2 separate regions of the Rattus norvegicus genome follow, and region 1 is linked to region 2. A link is a contact called in public Hi-C data. All regions are on one chromosome and are shown on one strand. Each heading gives the region's core, a stretch centred on a gene start, on an enhancer-like site or on the middle of the called end of the contact. The rest is flanking DNA. Distances are from core to core; before and after follow the strand shown.

The links. Hi-C and Micro-C count contacts between places; a contact is called where the count stands out from the background.
Region 1: a Hi-C map of kidney shows a contact between it and region 2, with 2.3 times the contacts expected there. The contact joins the promoter of Zbtb21 here to the enhancer-like site in region 2. A contact is called at or near these places in 3 of 12 Hi-C or Micro-C datasets (kidney and liver).

Annotation. Positions count from the first base shown.
Region 1 is chr11:50,794,585-50,798,838 of GRCr8, reverse strand. It overlaps Zbtb21 (zinc finger and BTB domain containing 21), which reads left to right and starts at 2,483. Exons shown (of 3, transcript NM_001401434.1): 1 at 2,483-2,691.
Region 2 is chr11:50,710,666-50,714,519 of GRCr8, reverse strand. The region is part of intron 11 of C2cd2 (C2 calcium-dependent domain containing 2); the gene reads left to right. Among named protein-coding and RNA genes, the nearest start is that of Prdm15, 21 kb to the right of the region's middle. Within about 2 kb of position 2,174, at least 15 of the 93 cell types and tissues checked have an H3K27ac peak or open chromatin away from gene starts, as enhancers often do. A contact at or near this core is called in kidney and liver, where this site is marked.

The sequences.
Region 1 (4,254 bases), core at 1,234-3,733, 84 kb before region 2:
AAGGAAGCCAACTGCCCAAGTTTGCCAGGACAAAGTAAGCCAGTCTTTTCTAGTTCCTGCTTCACTGGAAAGTCTATCAGATATTGTGGGCCAGTAGGTGAAAAGATGGATGCCCCCACATTGCAGAGGGGTCTTGCGTGACTATCCACGAAGCCAGGAACCTGTCATTTCTATAGTTTTAGAAACTGCTTGTTCTGCACTTCCTGTTTACTTAGGCAATATCCTTCTCAGGTCTCCGATGGGGTTAAAGACTAAATACATAGAGTCTCACAGTTAAGCCTGAGTTGTTTAGGATTTAAGAAAAAAAATTTAAGGTCAAAAAAGATATTTATAGGTTGATAAATACAAGTTATGATAGGAAGTGATTTAGATACAAAACTTTGAACTCACCAAGTAGACTACATAGTAGATTACGTTCTCCAAGTTTGCTAAATACAAATGGACTGGGCGTTATGAATGTAATTCTTACCCAAAAGTTTTCATAATTGTTCTTATTGTATAGAAAATGTATTTTATTGGATTAAATGGGGGCAATAGTGGATGCCAAGCAGAACCTGTGTGGGCAGGTGAACTTCCTGGAGATGGCCCACTCTATTGGGAGATTTTCCATAGTTTATATGACTTAATACTTCTACACAATGCCTGGTTCTATTTAAATCATTTTAGAAAGGGTAATTGATTAAAACTTTAAGGAGATGTTTAAGTTGTTTTTCCAGATAGATAATATCTGGAAAAAATATGTTAGAATTAATTATTTTAACTTCTAAATTTAGAATTAATTAAATATATTAAAAAAGTTAGAATTAAGAGTAGAATGTGGACCCTACCTTGTAGAATAGTGAGGGCTGCATAGGTCAGAAAAGGAGAGTAATGAGCTTTCATGTGTTGCAAATATGTAAGTGTACTATGAAGAGAAAAATAGGCTTGGGACAAGTTACTGATCAAAACATTTCATTCTAGGTTAGGTCTGTGTCTTGGGGTTTTATTGCTGTGAAGAGACACTGTGATCAAGGCAACTCTTACAAAGGAAAACATTTATTTGGGGCTAGCATACAGTTTTTAAGTCCATTATCATCATGACACAGCCCTGCCACTAAGTTTGAAGAAGGAACCAATAAAACATCATTAAGCCAGAGGTGTACGAAAGATCCAAAGGTTTCTGTTGTATTTGGCAGTTAGGTCAGACTCAGAGATTGGTTGAACATGCCCCGTGTACAGGCAGCAGGCACTGGGGACACAGCAAATGAGCTAGGAAACAGTTGGAGGGAGGTTGCTTTGCACTCCATGTGGTTAAAAAACAAGCGAATCTGGCTTTTCTCTAGGCCACAGGCTCTGCAGCTCCATATTGATTTTCTGCATGTAAAAAAGAGGCGCAATGGTGCATGCACATGCAACCTCATTGCAGGCGGTCCTCTGAAAGCCCTCTTTACAAGACCACCTCTTGCTTTAACTGCCATACAATTCAAAGTACGAAGACATTTTTAAAAAACTCTTGAATGATTGCAAAAGAGAATATTTAGTGTGAAATTCTAAAGGGCATACTCTTGAAAGACATTAAATATTCAGTTATTCATTTGGAGCCCCCCCCCACCCCACCCCAATTTGGATCTAGCTAATGCAAGATTCCTTCTCCCACATAACCCTCACACACTTCATTGAGCTTTTCATTGAGTTTTACCTTGGTTCATGTAGCTAAAACCCACCTTCAGAAGCAGATTTGAAAATCACACACTTCCTGAAACATAGAGCACCTAATTTAAGATGTAGGCATTTTTAAAGTCTGTTGTAGAATTTTCACTTGTCGAGACTGTCTGCTGCTATATTCCAGGCTCTAGAAAACTTCTGTGACCTAGAGACCCTTTCTTCACAGCTGTGATTGGTAGTTTGGCATTTGTTACCCAGTTGTCTGGTTTTGGCTTACAGTCATCTGACAAATGGAACTGTAATTTTCATGCAAAGAGGCTAAAAGAGAGCTGGTGTTGCAAGAAAAAGGTTGCATTTTCTTTGTCTTTTGTTTTGAAAAGAGCCAGGGCCTCATTCTGTAGTTTAGAATAGTTAACAGGAATTCTGCCTCAGTGTCCTGGGTGCTGGGATTATATGCATGCACCACCCTGCCCAGCTTCAACACCATTTTAAAAAGGTAAGTTTTGGACATGTGTTTGAAAAAGCCACAGAACGAATAAGGGAAACCTGGGGGCCCAACTTGTGCATTGCGGCTTTCCCCAGGAGGAAGAAATGGGGATGAGCTATTTTCCGATAACTCCCCATTCAGGGGCTTCCCATGACCACACGCCTACCCTCGGGCGTCCCTGCGCTCCACTGCTCGTGAACGCGCCTCACCGGAGAGGCACCCAAGCGCGGGACCCAACGCGGCCGCGCTCCCGCAGGCCCGCCCCCGGCCCGCCCCCAGCCGATCGACACCCAATCCCAGCGCCACGCACGTGACGAGCGCTGCCTGCGATGACCTCATCCCTGGTGTGGGATGACGTCAAATTCAAGATGGATGGAATCACAGCGGCAGCGGAGGCTGCGGGTTGCGCGAGCGGAGTGTGAGCGGAAAGGGGCTTGGCGCCTGCCCCAGGGCTGAAGAGCGGTGAGTAACCGTCACGCTCCGCGCCCTAGGAGGACGTCGGGCCCTGTCCGGGCTACGGCCTCTCTGCAAAACGCGGCCTTTCCTGACGTAACTCTGAGGTGATTTCTCTCCTTTTTTTCCTCCACCAGTGGGTTGCGGGCGTCGGGCCCTTTTACGCGTGCGCGGGGCCGCGGTCCTTACAGAGCATGCCCAGACTCCCACGTAGCCCTATGTGTCCTTGCACTGCGCATGCTCTGTGCCCGCATTTGGCCTCACCCTCGCTCCTACGCATGCTCAGCCTCCAGGCCGCTGAGCTACTCACCCTGGCCGGGGCGGCCTGAGTAACCGCGGTATGGGTCTGGGGCGCTGGCCACAGCAGAGCCGTTGAGACGCGGCTGCGGGCAAGGGCGCGCTCTCTGGGCTGGGTGGCGCGCGCTCGCGCGGGGCCGGGAAACTGGTGGGCGGTGGCGGCACCCACACCTGCCGCGGCTGGAGCGTGACAGCCTGGCAGCCAGCACCTCCGCGGCCACCTCCTTAGCCCATGCAGACCTTATCGTACTCCCCACCCCGACCCTCGGGCCCGAGGCTTTTCTTAGGAAAAAGACCCTCCTCCGGGGACATAGCACGGAAGACCTCCCTACAGCTCACATCTTGGCCGGGTCTCCCCATCTCACAGGCTTGGTTATTTGGAGCACCTTTGAGTGCCCCTCTGCAGAGACTGCACCTTGTAACCATGCACTTGTGCGTCCCTGAGGCTCTTGGTTCTGGAGAACCGCACACTGCAGCACGTGTACAGAGAGCCTTAAGCAGGTACTCCCTAAGGTTGCCCGACACAGGGGCCATGTTGGGGGGGACACTGAGCAGCCCTTTGAAGCTTGGAAATTTTGTGTGGTGCATGAACTCCAATCGCTTCTACGTCCTTCGACATCTGTGTTACAGCATAGTCTGGTGATTGTTCATAAGCATGACCCTGAGTCATAAGTTCCTGGGTTTGTTTCATGGTCCTCCCACCTTGTTTCAGAGGGCAAAAGTAGGTTAATCCATGTTAGTGTTTCCACTGAAAACCCTCCTCCATGTCTGGTGATTAATCATTACCCTTAACCTTACCCCTAAATATTGACTTTAAAGTAGAAATTTGGCTTACTTAAAAGTGACTCTTTAATTCAGCAGATGCACTTAAACAGCATAGCGTTTTTATTTACTGTTTATTGAAGGTATAGGCAGTGTCATTCTTAGGAAATATAAATTGTCAATAGAAACTGTCCCTTGAGGAATTGACAGTAGTATGTAGTAGAGAATATTAGGTATGAGAACAGTAAAAGCAACAAGAGAGTTAGCATAGAGGGCTCTAGAGAAAGAGATAACTGAGAAGCCATTTTAGTTGTCCCAGTACTAGAGCTGGTTGAGGGCTGGATTTACAGGTCTGAGAGATTAGCCAAAGGGCAAAGGAAAGAATTTTCTGCCAGAAGAGAGATGGCTGGCATCACCCAACCTAGGAAGGTGATGATTGGAGACAAGCAGGTGTGAGAATGTGGATCACGAGTACCATACCATGCAGGACAAGTGTGATCAGAGATGGATCTGCTCAGAAGGAAGGGGCTGGAGCTTGAAGTCTGAGCAGAAATAGGTAGAGTCAGTTCAATTATTAATACAGCCACAAAAGCTCGGGAGAGGCTGAGAAA
Region 2 (3,854 bases), core at 925-3,424:
TGGGGTTGGGGGAGGCATGACATGTAAACACATAAGGAGTCAGTTTCACATTAGACCAGCAAGTAAAGAGATTCTAAACCCAGGGCTATCCCCCTTCAAAGGCCTATCCCTAGTGTCAAATGTCTGCCAGCTACGCCCCACCTTCTAAAGGTTCCACAGCCTCCCAAAATAGTGCCATTGGCTGGGGAACAAGTGTTCAGAACACGATCCTGTGGAAGACATTTGATATCTAAGCCACAGTATTGCACTCTGGCCCAAAGGTTCATAGTCATCTTATAATGCAAAATGCAATTAGTTTAACTTTAAGAGTCCCTATAAACTTAATAGTTCCAAACGCTCTTAAAGGATCTAAGTTTTAGAATTTGGTTTTTGAGACTCAGGGATGTCGCTTATCTGTGAGCTCCTGTAAAATCAAAAGGAAAGTTAGATATTTCCAGACTGCAAGGGTACATACAGAGTAATTGTGCCCATTCAGAAGTGAGAAATGGGAGGATGGAAGGAAATTTTAGACTAGAGGGAGACTGAACCCTACAAGGACACTGAATGCTGTAGTCCTGTGTCTGGCATTTAATGCGTGTGGTAGAAATGATCTGGCACCAATAGAGACAGAGAATTCCACTCCTGGACCTTTGCCATTTGCAGCCGTGTGGCCTGTCTCTTGGCCTGGCTCCACTCATTACCACAGCTTTCCTTGGGACCTGTCTTACGGTCCTGGCATTGCCAACATCCTGGGGTCTCTACTTCAGCTTAGGCTTCATCTTCAGAGATTTCGCCCAATGAGATTCTCCCCACAGGAAACCTTGAATGAATAGTACTTGGCCCTACATGCTTTCCTGAATCTAGGTGCAACCCTTTATGATCCCATAACCCTTGTTTGCTGCATGCTTGAAAACCTAGCACCATGCTGACAACCCTAAGTTTCACTGATTATGTAGCTAGGCCTCCTTGTATCATGACCACAGTGGCTTCTGAGTCCCCGATGAGTGAACCTGTGACACATCTCTCTATGAAGTCCCATTTGAGTATCTTTCAAATGGATATGTAGTTTTATATGCTGGAGGTATCAGGGGTCTTACCAATTCCTAAAATGTCCTGAGAGCTTCCTTCCTACGTCCTAGTACATACTATTTGACTTCTTCCTAATGGTGCTTGAATAACTATGACCACCTGGCAGTTTGAGAGATTCTTCTTTCCTAGCCAAAGACTTCATTTTTCCTGTCTTTCTGCTCTAATTTGTATTCTCAGCCCCACTGTAAGCCTGACTAAAGCAGCCAGTAGTAACCATGCCATCGTCTGAATGCTGTGCTATGAATTCCTTTGAATTCTGTGCCACAATGTAACACAGAGGATCTCTAATCCTGTTCTAATGGAGTCCTTGTTCCCATTTCAAACTCAGTGCTTCTCTCAGCATTCAGGTCTTCCACACACCCACAGAAATAAGGTCTACTCACAGTATTCTAGAACTCTTCTTCATTTTTAAAAATATTTTTATGTTTTGATATGGTGTATCTTGATCATATCCACCACGACTCCCCAGTCCCCGTCTTCTCAGACCTTCCCCAACACAATCCCCCCACCTCGCGCCTCGTTCTGATTTTTATAAACTGAGTCCCTGTGTGTATACGGGGACATCCACCAGAGCATGGGTAACTTACCAGTGACTACAATCCTTGAAGAAAAATGACTTCCCATTCCTAGCAGCCATCAAGTTCCGGTAGCCCTTCAGCTAGGAACAGGGACTGTGAACCCACTCATGCATGTGGAATGTTGACTGACTTGATCTTGTGCAAGTAATCGCTGCTGCTGTGCTTCATGAGTACAAAGGCCAGTTCATGTCCAGAGGACAGCAGTTTACAGCACTCTTTCCTAGCCTCTAGCTTTTTCCTCCCTTTCTTCCAGAGTGTTCCCTGAGTCTTGGGGAGGCCAGATATTTTCTTTTATGAGTTTCTGCATTGACCACTGCCAAAGGGGGCTTCTCTGACTAAAGCTGAGGCAAACAGTAATGTGAATGAAAACAAATGTTTCTGACCAATGTCCATTGAGCAAAGCCACAGTAGACAGCCCCTTCCCAAGCCTGGGCTTTTGACCAGCTTTGTAGGATCAGGAGTTAATTCCTTCCTGTGTAGCTGACTTCACATCCAAAAGGCAGAAGGTTATCGTGTAGCAGTCATGCTGCTATTGCACTAGGAAATATGTCTTGCCTGTCAGCTCAGTGCAGAGGAATGCAGTTTCCGCTGTGTAAGCCCACTGATTCTTTTTCTCCCCCAGCTGCCTGCATAGCACCTTCTAGCAGGGAGGAGATTTTCAGGTCAGTTCCAGCTTTCTCTGTGTTCTAACTGAAAGTGTGTCATGTCTTCAGCAGTAGGTCTCACCTTCTAGTTACAGTGAGCAATGGCAGTAGCCTGTGTCATTTTGTGAGAGCCTCTTCAGGGGCTTTTCTAGTTCACATCTCCAAACCCTTCCACATTCTTCCCACAAGTCAGTTCCAAAGAACCAAACCACATAGGTTTCACAAATACAATAACCTGCTTTTGTACCAATTTTCTGGATTAGCTCTTTTGTATATTCTGTATCACTATGACAAAAAGATCTGACAGAAACAGTATAAGGGAGGAAAGGATTGTTTTAGCTCACTGTTTGATAAGTAAATGCACTGTAGCCAGAGTGTGTGACAGAGCCTGCTCACATGATGGCTAACCAGGGAGCAGAGAGGAAGTTTTGGAACCAGAGCCCAGGCTAACCTTCAAGGGTATCAAGGTTTCATCCTCAAAGGTATTACAGCTCCAGAGTAGCACTGCCATCTCAGAAGGCCCTCTAAACACTGGCCTCTGGGGGACACTTTACATTCAAGCTGTGATAGTACCAACTCTGTAATCTTAGGGTTATTTTCAGGTAATCAACATGTTGAACAGGTATCTTCCTGTTCATAAGTCAGTGTGAGGACCTGAGTTTGATCTCCAGCTTCCACCTAAAAAGCAAGGAGTGGCTGAGCCCAGCCCTGGGGCCAAGTGTGTGACTGTAGAAACCAGTCCCTGTGGCCTGTGGCCATGGCCGATGTCCTGCTCCTAAAACGATTTTATTGTCCTGGTTCCTTCATTTGCTTTTGCAGTTCTGGGAATCAAACCCAGGGCCTTATGTATGTTATGCAGGTGCTGTATCATTGAGCTACACCCTGGACCTCCTTTTGTCATGTTTAATTTTGCCTTAGCAGAACAGCATAAGCTAGAAGAGCTAACTCGCTGGGGGATAAAAGCCCTCTCCACTTAGCCACCTACCTGATGGCCTGGCATCTTGTCAAGTGGAGATTTTTTAAAAAGAAAGAACTTATCTGATGGAGCTAAGGAATGAGCAGATGACAAAGCATGCAGGCTCCGTCAGCAGCAATTGGTACATTTATGACACCGGAAGGGCCAGCTCTTAATAGCTTTTATCGGCTGCCATGGATTACTGATCTGTGTCAGCCACTTTTGGAGGGAAAAGGAGTTATATGCCTTTGTGAGGTCAAAATTTTCTCAATGTTTAAAAACTTTCTTTTCCTCTCTCTCTCTCTCTCTCTCTCTCTCTCTCTCTCTCTCTCTTTCTGTCTCTTTGTGTAGGTGTGTGTGTGTGTGTGTGTGTGTGTGTGTGTGAGAGAGAGAGAGAGAGACAGAGACAGAGACAGAGACAGAGACAGAGACAGAGACAGAGACAGAGACAGAGAGAGCGCATGTGGTGGTCAGAGGACAATTGCAGGAATCTGTTCTCTCCTTCTCCCACTGGGTTCCAGGGATCAAACTCAGGTTAGATCATTAGACCTGGTGCCTTTACTTACTGTACCATCTCCTCTGCCAACAAATTATTTTTGTCTGCTGGCC